Linked DNA regions of Danio rerio: region 2 is linked to region 1. A link is a contact called in public Hi-C data. All regions are on one chromosome and are shown on one strand. Each heading gives the region's core, a stretch centred on a gene start, on an enhancer-like site or on the middle of the called end of the contact. The rest is flanking DNA. Distances are from core to core; before and after follow the strand shown.

Evidence for each region. A called contact is a pair of places that touch in the nucleus more often than the background predicts.
Region 2: a contact with region 1 is called in a Hi-C map of hematopoietic stem cells, with 2.0 times the contacts expected there. The contact joins the promoter of psmg2 here to the enhancer-like site in region 1. A contact is called at or near these places in 2 of 18 Hi-C or Micro-C datasets (hematopoietic stem cells and an unstated tissue).

The regions. Positions count from the first base shown.
Region 1 is chr19:13,131,281-13,137,078 of GRCz12tu, reverse strand. rnf19a (ring finger protein 19A, RBR E3 ubiquitin protein ligase) reads left to right here. Exons shown (of 10, transcript NM_001326695.1): 10 at 1-1,947. Among named protein-coding and RNA genes, the nearest start is that of parp10, 37 kb to the right of the region's middle. Within about 2 kb of position 1,553, at least 7 of the 62 cell types and tissues checked have an H3K27ac peak or open chromatin away from gene starts, as enhancers often do.
Region 2 is chr19:13,452,037-13,457,867 of GRCz12tu, reverse strand. psmg2 (proteasome (prosome, macropain) assembly chaperone 2) reads right to left here and starts at 3,093. Exons shown (of 7, transcript NM_213032.1): 1 at 2,954-3,093; 2 at 2,394-2,565; 3 at 947-1,005. The coding sequence starts at 3,010.

The sequences.
Region 1 (5,798 bases), core at 304-2,803:
GTCGCTCTGATGAACAAGTACATAGATGAATCTCGCAAAAACGTCTTGCATAGTTCAACCCAAAATTAAAACCAGAAGAATGAGAAGAATGTGAAATAAAGCCTGTATTTAGAACAGGTTAGATCTGTGCTGACACAATTTCATGGTGATTAAAGAGGGAGTTCACCCAGAAATTAAGCCAGCTCTAAACCTGTCTGTTCTGTGGGACATATCGACATTTTGAAGCCTGTTAGCAGCCAAACAGTTTAGTCCCTCATTGACTTTCATTGTATTTAATGGGATCCAAAACTACTACTTTAAAACGTCATCATTTAAGTTCCACTAGAGATATTTTGCAGGTTTGAAATGGCATGAGGGAGTGTGAACTGTCCATTTAAGCATATTTCTCTTTATAATTTCTAATTTAATGTGTCAGATATTTTGGCTTTCTTTTATTTCTCTTGTAGGTAGTGATAATTCTCATTCTTATTACGATAATACAGTATTTTTTTATCTCCCTGTATTACCATAGAACAATTATTTCAATCACCATAAAGGCAGTACTGCAAATAGTACCATGACTTGCATTTATTAGTTTTATTGCAGTAATAAGAGTGAGATTTGTTTGCCAAAAAAAAAAAATGCAATATTTTCCTAAAAAAATTTCAGAAAGTCTTTTTCTTTAAGTAACATTTCCTTGATTTTGGGTTGGAATATGACATGACGTGTTCTTGACAGAGTTCATGTTACTGACCCGTGTATTCAGGCACCTTCACCACACATGTACACACATATACGCTCAGTTACCCAGCATATAGCTTTAGTCTGAGGAACCTGCACCTATTCAAAGGCAACGAGCAAGTTGAGAGGGAACCGACTCCCTTTTTTTTTTCCTGAGATGATACAAGATGAGCCCATGAGGGACCAGGCAATAGCAGATATTTCCCTATTCACAGCAGTGATTCTTGTACATGGTTGAGTGTTTAATTTTAGTTTTTTTTTTCATCACTGCTTGTTTTCCATTTTTGCGGGGAAAGTAGATGCTTTTGAGTTGAAGAAGCACTGAGAAGCTGAATGAAGTCGTATTGCGCCCCCTGCTGGTAAGATGGGGATAATTGACCAAACCCTCGTCTGGCATGTTTCAAACAAAGTTTCTTCAAAGCCAATTTAATGCTAATTTTCAATAGAGTTACTGTTTTGGGTGCAGTGGGTTTATATTTATGAAGCGGAAGGATTTGCATTGTTTATAAAAGAGAAAAAAAAAAACTACGTTCATTGTAAAGGATAAGATGGTAATCGCATTCAGGTTGTTTAAGTGATTATTTCTCTCTTTATTGTCATGTTTGTATCTGTATTGACTCATGGTGCCTTTTGGATCATAGAAAAACTGTTTGTTTCTCCGGTTTGTGTCTTATTAATTGAAATGTAATGGATGAGGCTGCATTGAATGTTAGCGAGGCGGCGTGGCATGGTTTCCTATCGTCTCTGTGCGCACGGTTATAAACTACACAACCGACCGCCTACCAAAGACAGCACTCAGGCTCACTGACGACGACGACGACTCGTCTCTTCAACACGCTCACCTCCTCGTCTCCTCGCCTTGTGTATGTGCGTGTGTGTGTGAGAGTGTGTGTTTGCACTGTTCATCCCAGTCCTGTTCGCGTCTACAGCCGGGTCTCTTCCAAGAGTGGACTTTTCTTGCTGCCGTTCTGGTGCTGCTCAGTAATCTCTCGGAACTGATCCAATGCCACAAGCTGCTTTGTTTTGTTGTTTATTGTTCTTTCTGTTTCTTTAGTGTTTTTTTTTTCTTACGTTTTGAGCCTTCCTGCCCATTTCTGTTCGAATATTACTTCAGAGAGTAGGGCCGTTTGATTTCTAACTTGTTCAAAACAGCTTGATATTTGTATATTTGCTTTATAATATGCGTGTAAATGCATATCTAAATGAAAATAAAAACATGAATCCAGATGTGCGTGTGGTATTTGTTGTTCATTTTTACGCAGCGGGGTGAAGAAGTGATGGGTTAGTTCACCCAGAAATTTGAAATGTCGTTTGCTCACCCCCATGTACAGGGTGGGCCATTTATATGGATACACCTTAATAAAATGGGAATGGTTTGTGATATTACCGTCCTGTTTGTGGCACATTAGTATATGTGAGAGGGCAAACTTTTCAAGATGGGTGGTGACCATGATGGCCATTTTGAAGTTGACAATCTTGGATCCAACTTTTTTGTTTACTTTGATTAAACAGTCTCTCGATCATTGCATGTAAAGATTTTGGATCTTCTTGAACATTTTCAATGCTTTCTAACAAGTGGTGTAGTGGATCACAAATCTCTCTGTTTGGATTACATAATGGTTTATGAGTCACGGATCGGACCATTTTTCAGATCAGCCAAAAAGAGGAGACAAATGTAATTTGCTTTCTATTTATCACAAAAACAGCACTGCAAGACACTTCTAGTTTTATCAAACAAAACTTAGAACCTGTCATTTTATTAAACTAAAAAATAAAGAAATAATCATCTGAATAAAAATAAATTGTAACATATTTAGGACTTTAAAATATTCACTGTTAAAATTGTTGCTGATAGAGCTAAATGTAGAAATCTAACATTATAATTTGTACAACCCACATTTATTTTTAGTCTTATTTTTAATAAATGAGTTTATTCACTCACAAAACTTAATGTTTCATTGCTAGATGTGTCATTTTTGAAGAATTATTCGGTGGCATATTTTTGATTGCTGGTTGTCGCCACCTATTGGTTACATAATGTAATTGCTGCCTACAACTTTTATTTTTAAGCACAGATTTGAATCTTTACCATAAACACCAGTGGTTTTATCTAAACTATAAACTGTTCTCCCAGTACTTCCGTGTTCTTTGACTGTTTGTAACTTTATAGCTAACTAAGACTAAAGACTCAATCTCTTTTTTGATTTTTGCGTTTTCAGATGTGAATGCAGCGATTTGAAGAATTCATAAACATATGCAAGTCACCATCATTTATGTTGCATGTTGAGATCTCCATCTTTTATTGATTAATCTTAATTTCATTTTACACTGAATGCATTAATGCAGGCTAAACAAGTAATGACAGAAAACACCTTTAAAAACCTAAGAAACCCACCACAGCTCAAATAACCCACCACAACTACATCATTATTATACTTTACAGGAAAGCCTGTATGCTTTTATACATGTGATTTGAATGACATGAGAGGTGATCTCTTTGCAATCGTTACTAATTTAGGATTAATCTACGAGAAAAAAAAATGTAATAATCCTCTGCTCACGTTTGTTCAGAACCATGGGTTGTGATCCATTTGGTTCATGGATCAATCGTGATCCGTCGCATCCCTATTTCTAACGGTTTGCTGCATTTATAAAGTGCCCGTGTCTTGAGGTAGTTCAGTATGATGTGGTTTCTATGATCTGATTGGACAGGAATCACAGGACTGGATTTTTACTCAGCCAATCCTCATAGACAGGAATAAATAAAATAGCGACTGCATGTTGAAGTAGTGGAGTAAAAGTATCGATGCAACACTAAAAATGTACTCAAGGGAAAGTAAAAGTAAATTTTTTTAAAAACGAAGTGAATTACAATTCCTGAGAAAAACCAATCATGCAGTAATTGAAGTATTTGTAATTTGCTACTTTACACCACTGCTTAAATCCCACACGTTTGTTACAAGTGGTAAAACGTAAATGGCCTAATTTTTCTTTTTGGTCTGACCTTTCAAATCTTAAGCATGTCATTTGTGTGTTGTCTGACATAGAGTGAATTTGGGTAATCTGGGACACCTAAGCTTCAGTGTGTATATTTCTGTTTATTTAAGGGCGCGTGTCAATCAGAAAGCTCTCATGCATGACAGGATTCTGACTAGACTAATGTTAAGGACATAAACCGGTCATAAATAAGACAATGTTCCCAGTTGTTGTCAAATCATGTTTGTGATCTATTCATGTACCTAAATATGTATTAAAGCGTTGAAAACGTTTTAAAGATTTTTTTTCTTTCGGACATTTTTTGTTGTCCCACATTTCTCAAATATGATAGATAACGGGGACAGCATGGTTTAAGTAATCTGGGACAATCTTTGAATGGGAGATTTATGCATTTAAAGACTTTATATGTTTAACGACTACAAAGATGGAATGTACAATCTTCTGTACACACACACACACACTATTTAAAAAAGAAAAAAGGGTTTGTCATGCATAAATATGACAAATATATATATACGTTTTAGCCCAATATGCCTCGGACTACGAAGTGACCTGTCCCAGATTATTAAATTCAGGCAGAACTTTTGTTTTTGACACAAAAATACTTCTAGGTATCGACAATGTGTTTTCTTAGGTGGTTAGAAAACATCTTAGGTATTTTAGGAAAGTCTAATATGTGATTCTAATTACTTAGATAGACATTGAAATAGAGAGCTGAAGGCTAAATTGCGAAAAGTGTCCCTGATTACCCGAATTCACCCTATCTTTCACTCATCGGATTGTTTCCATATCCCCTGTTCCCATCCCCTGTGTCAATGTTGTGTCTTGCCGGTGTGCTTATGCTAGATTGGGCTGTTTTTTTTCCCGTCCTGTTCTCACTTTGCTCTAATCAAGAGCAAGAGGGTGTTTTTTTTTTCAGCCTAACTCTCCTCATGTATCTTACTTCCCTTTCTAAATGCTACCTCCTATGACCTGTCTTCCCCTGAAAATTGTGATGTTTGTGTATGGTGGGAGGGGTTCAATTTCACTACACGAAAGTGTATGTAACTAATAAAGGCCTGATTTTGATTTAATTTAATGTTTTGAAAATATCATTCGTTATATTCCCCTATAATGATTACAGAATACTACATTTCAGGCCCATAGCCAGGAGGGGTTCGGGTAATTTCAATCAAATCAAATGTACTTTTTACAAGAAAGGCAAGAAAAATTTTGAGGTTCTTTTATTATTATTATGTTTTATTTTTTATTATTCAAACAGCCAATTTCTGATTGAGGACAGTTGAATGTTCTGGCCAGTTTGTAGGCTAAGGCTATATTGTACAGTTTTTAATTTAAACTTTAACAGATTTTAATTTTTTGAATGATTTATGATGTAATAAATTTGTATTTTAAAAATAAGTATTCATTTTTTCTTTATTCAAAATCTTGAGGAAATATTTTGGTACATTAAATGTGTCATTATGATGACAATCTAACAAGCCAATACAGCTAAAATAGTGCTTAAAACATCGCTAAAATACAGTATTAAATCTTAAACATTATAAATGGGGTGAATAACTGCAAAAAGGTCCACATTTTGAGGAAAAAGAACCTCCAGGCTGGCTACGGGCCTGCATTTTAAGTTGAGGTCAACTCAGAACGCCTCTGATTGGCTCAGGCCTGGCGCTACGGGGGGGCAAAGGGGGGCATTGCCCCCTCAGAAAGAATTTGTGCCCCCCCCCCCGTTTTTTATTAAGGATTGTTCAATCAAACTGAAAATTCTTTCTCTCATTAATAATTAACAACCCCGTCGTTCCAACCTTCAGAACACACATTTAAATATTTTAAAATATATGACATAGCAATTGAATCATGAAAATGGCTATATCATGATGGACAGTGCTTTATAATAACAATAATAATTCCTTACATTTCTTTAGCGCTTTTCTTGGCACTCAAAGCGCTTTAGACATGGGGGAATCTTCTCATCTACTTTTTCATTTTCTTTTTTTTTTAAATGCAAGAAAGAACATTACAAAGATATAATATGAACAAAGAGACAAAGAGGGTTAAATAAATAGAATTCCAGCAAATTAAAC
Region 2 (5,831 bases), core at 1,844-4,343, 320 kb before region 1:
TTTAGGGTAAACTATCCCTATAATGGGGTCTTAAAACAAAATCTAGATAGCACTGGCTTTTACATTTTGTAATGGCTATATTTGAGAGTCTGTGACATGTAAAAGACAGAACCAAAAAAATCAGCATGGCAATAAAAACTCCACACTGATTAACCACTTAAAGCAGGCATGTCCAAACTCAGTCCTGGAGGTCCAGTGTCCTGCAAAGTTTAGTTCCAACCCTAATCAGACACACCTGGGCTAGCTAATCAAGCTCTTACTAGGCTTTCTAGAAACATCCTCGCAGGTGTGTTGAGGCAAGTTGGAGCTAAAATCTGCAGGACACCGGCCCTCCAGGACCGAGTTTGGATACCCCTGACTTAAAGGCACAGTATGCAATTTTCGCCGTCGAGGGCATCTGTTCAGAACAAACAAAGGCACAGTTTGAATATGGAATTATGGGACTTCTGCAGAAATCTTGTTAATGGATGAGTTGAAGAATTACAGATGAGAGACAAGAATGATACAGCATAAAGACAACAGAGCTTTTATTATACCACAGTCTACCGCTTCCAGTTCATCCAGTCATGATCAAATGAGTAAGCAGCAATGCTGTTTTTCATACGAAATACATCTTAAGATTCTGATAAAGTGCTGCTTCTTGCAGTCTAATAAAAGGCACGACATATTAGAGCATCTTTGCTATTTCTGTTTTCTATAAAAGCAAACCAGAAATCGAGGGTGCGTGTTGTAATTCACATGGCAACACATGACACGGTTTGTCACAATAGTTCAAATTGCTTGTTTTTTTTTTAATTTGAACATTCTTCTAAAAGTTCTTTGTGATAATTGAAGTATTAATCTTGATCAAAATAGATAGCACGCCTTTATTTTAATAAACAAAAATCATACATATTGTGCCTTTAATTGCACCTGTACACTTGTTGCATTAACATACACCACTAACCTGGATGATGGGCGCCCTTATCTGCAGCACAGCCAGTTTTAAGTCCCTGTGAGAATACACTGCACAAAAACAAATTCACAACATCACTCATGCAACATCTGTTTGAGTAAGCACACCGGCTTATACTCATGGATTTGGGTTACAAGTTAAAGATAAAAAAGTTCACCAAAAATGAATGGTATGTCATCATTTACTCATCTTTATCATTGTTTGAGTTTCTTTCTTATGATGACCACAAAGAAAGAAACCGGTAACCACTGACATCCATTGTAGGAAACGCAAACACTATGGAAGTCATTGGTTACCGGATTTCATCATTTTTCAAAACATCTTTTGTGTTCATCAGAAGAAAGAATCTCAAACAGTTTTGGAACAACAGGAAGATGAGTAATCGGCAGCAGAATTTTCACTTAAAAGTTTGCAAGAACTGGAAGCTACGAACATTTTTTTTTTGTATTATGACACAGCTCCTAGAGAAATAAAATAGTAAATGAGAAAACAGTAGGCGTGGCTTGTTTTTTTATACTGCGATCTGAATGGATGTAGTAAAGTAGGCATTTCATATAGAATGATTGAGAAAAAAGTTTCCGGAGAGATATTATAACCTAAAACAGAGTATATACAGGAATCAGGGATTGAAATTCAATGGCTTTTAAGACCTTTTTAAGACTTTCCATATATTTTATAACATTTTTATCATTATAGGTTTTAACCGGAAACACTAGCGAGATTTTAACTTACATTATATAAACGAAATATTAATGTATCCTAAATATTAATGTAAGAAACTAATCCAGACTAAAACATTATTCATATCCTGAATAAAAATCTATTAAATCTAGTGATTTAGCAGGTTGGCACCTAAAGAACTGCAGAAATAACGGTGTTGTCTTGGTTACTGCAGTAAACAAAGCAGAGTGACGTCAAATCTAGCAAGATTTAATTGATTTAATAAACTAAACAGCATCCTGATATTTGCAGATTTACTTCAGGCAAACTTTAGCATACAACCACACATCGCATAATCAAAAATTCAATCAAATTTAATACCTAAAAGCATTTAAGACTTTTTAAGTGCCTTAAATTTCTCTACATTGATTTATCAACTTTTAATACTTTTTAAGACTCCGTGAACACCCTGTAATACTCAGCCAAATCAACTTTTCTGTTTGTTGTCATAGTATGGTCAAAACTGACAGTTGGAGGGGCGTGGTTAAGCATGTTAGCCCCACCCAATACCTCAGACAGATGTAATCTGAGAATTTAACTGGAAGCAAACAGGAAGGGCATTTTTTTAGCTTTTAATTAAAGCTAAGGGCAAACATTTTTTCTTAATGACATGCGCAGATGTATTGTTCACCACAAAACTAGCAGTGTGAGCTAACAAAATCAATATGGTTAGTTTTGATTTCATGTGTACTGTAAAGGTCTAATAGCCATCCATTACCTTCTGCGCTGGTGCTGAGCTGAGCAGCATCTTCAGTGGATGAAGCGTATGGGTTGTTTCCAGCCATAGGAATGAGACAGTCTGTGTGGAAATATCCCACTCTGGGCATATTTAGCGTTGAGATGAGCAGATCCACGGCGAGCTGGCCCACATTTCCAACAGATACTGCAGGCTGTGAGAATATGAGGAATAACTGTCATATGGAGCTCCGTGTATTGGGGTCTCACATTGAGACTTTTTCCTTAGCATTATATTTTCAGAAAAGTTTTTTTTTTTTTTTTTGCAAAATATAAATAGGGAAATCATATTAATAACGTTAGTAGCCAAATACTATTAAACATTGTTAATCAAACAGTGCTGTTGTTGTTTTAAAGTCATACGTGCATGCATTCCTGACCAAATTTTGAAAGTAGCATGGTAAACAATACCAGGACCGTGTCACAAGTTGTCACAGAACTGTTGTGCGAGTATAAAACCAACTGTACCTAAATGCTCAGTGTTTGATAACTGCAGCTTACAGAAACCCGCATGTGTCATGATGATGAAGCTCAAATACTTACCAGTATCAAAGTAAAGCCTTTAAAAGAAGGAACGGCATCCCCCGATGAAATGAACATTTTAAAAACTGTTTATAACTGATTTCGCAGTGAAATGTGTACGAGTTTAAGTGGACCAGTACTGATTTTTACTTTCAATTTCCTGCGCTGTGAAAAAAGGACCTAACAATACTGCGTCATTCTCTCAGGACGCCCTGATGCCTGAGTAAAAAAAAACCTAAAGGAATTATTTGCGACGTGTAAGTTAAATATTTTTTGGAAGAAAAAAGGGCACATTTAAAGATATCTTACTCTTGATCTGACGTTAATATATCTTAATTTTGCCGTTATAATAATCTTTGCGATAAAAAAAAACATTTTAACATGTCAAAATAAAAGTCTTTAAACTAATTATAACAAAACGTCTATGCTCTTTGATTATATTAATTGCGATGATAGTGTTGATATATATATATATATATATATATATATATATATATATATATATATATATATATATAATTGTTAAATGTAAATTGATAAATTAATGTAAACATTGTTTCAATAAGTGAATCTGATGTGAAAGACTTTACTTTTGATTTTATTTTCAACTCGATATCATTAGTCTAAATAATACAGCTATACTAAAATTATATTTTAAAACGTACAACTTACTGTAGTTTATCGGTTGTTTACATGGATGATCAAAAGATGGCGCTAGACGCTAAAAATCTCACCGGCCTCTTGCTTGTGAGAGTTGCACCTCTTGCGTTCAGAGCCGCTTTTTTTCCTTCATATTCGACAAGGAATTGGAAATTTAGCATTTTGCTCAAAATGGACATGATACTCTCTCTCTCATTTACTGCAGCTTTGTCAGTTGTTCATCTATATATTAATCTGTCGTTCCAGTACAGCCAAATGCAGCTCTATTGGATTAGAAACTGGTGACTGTGGAGGCCGTTTGAGGATAAAATAATCACTGTCATGTTCAAGAAACACAGACTGAGATGATTTGAGCTTTGTAAGTAAGCTATCAAACAATGGGAACACTGTGGTAATAAATTGAAAAAAAAATTACTTGTGAGCAACAGAAGTAGGCTTAAATTATGCCTTAGTTGGGACCCAAGAATGTAAAAATAAAATATAAAAAACAAGACCAGCAGCCTGAACAATTGATATTAACAAGACAAGATGGATCCTTGTAGGGCTGCATGATATTAGAAAAATCTGACATTGCGATATTTTGTTTTTATACAATATATATTGTGATATGAATATAATTTCACCAGATGGATTGAATAGCTCTATTTTGAAGGAAATCATTCAGATTTTTTTTTTTGGGGGTGTGAACATTGTATAAAAAATAAACAAATTGAAAGCAAATAAAGACAATAAAGCAAAGCAAAAACCAGAGAGTCAAACAGTATTCAGGTACAGAAAATGGATGATGGAAAGTAAAATAATACTTTAGTCTTTGTTGTATTAATAATTCAGTAAACTCATTCTTCATTTCTCTTCATCAGTTACAAATGAGCTTTTTCTGTGCCCTAATGCAATCTTGAAATATCTTTAAAACACATGTTGTTCACACAAGAAAATATAAATGTACTCACCCCAAGTAGTTCAAAACCTTAATGATTTTCTTTCGTCTGCTGAACACTAATGAATATATTTTAAAGAAATCCGAAAACCTGTAACCTGTTGACTTTATTTGTAGAAAAAACAACTACCATGGTTGAGAGGTTCACAATCCATTGTGTTCAACCAAAGAAAGAAACCCAAATAGGTTTGGTCAAACTGAAGGGTGAATGAATGATGACAGAACTTAAAATTAACGCTTTAATGTTGAATAGTTCAATTACTGAACTTTTTTCCAATCTTCTGTCCATTTAGGAAGCCTGTGTGGATTGTCACTTCGGCTTCCACTTCTTAGGTGACAGGAGCAAGGTATTATAGATAATTATTCTAAAACAAATGTGTGAAAACTCCATTTCAGTAAACTTGAGATAAATCAGGGTGAATATGGTAATCAAACGCAATAAAGATACGGCGATGTGTATTTTTTCCAGGATTATTCAGAAATATGGTGTTTCACAGATATCAATAAGAAATCATTTCTGTCATCAGTTTCAGGCTTTCATAAAGTATTTAGTGCACTTGTAAAATATAATAGCTACTAGGCAAAACACTAACAACGTCAACACTTCACCAACACTTACAACATCTTATTCTTTGAATGCACTTTTAATACTAACAGGAGCCAATCTGTGGATTCAGTATTGAATATGTTCATGTGTATATACTACAGTAACCATGCAGCCACCTTGATGTCAAAAAACAACATAAAAAATGCAAATCGATTTGATGTCAAAATCTTGACGTTCATTTGACATCCAAACATTGATGCTTTTTTGACCACAAATAATGGCACAAAAAGTATTATAAAATAAGAGAAGTTTTGTTCATCCAAAAGCTTAAAGGGCACCTATGATGAAAATCCTCTTTTGTAAGCTGTTTGGACAGAACTTTGTGTGCGTTTAATGTGTCCACAGTCATATTGGGGTGATATAAAGACAATAAGTCTCTTTTTTTATTTCCTAACGTTAAAATCGGATCCAAATCCTTTTCATTTTGAGGTCCACCGCAACGTGACGTAGCAGTGCAGTTTCCCCACTCACCAATTTGATTGACAGCCTCATATTACCATGTCTCTGTAATCATCATCATTATTATTTTCATCCGCTTATCTGGGGCCGTGTTGCAAGGGCAGCAGTCTTAGGAGAAAACCTCAGACTTCCCTCTCCCTAGACACTTCTTCCAGCTCTTCCGGGGGGATCCCGAGGCGTTCCCAGGTCAACCAAGAGACATAGTTCCTCCAGCGTGTCCTGGATCATCCCTGAGG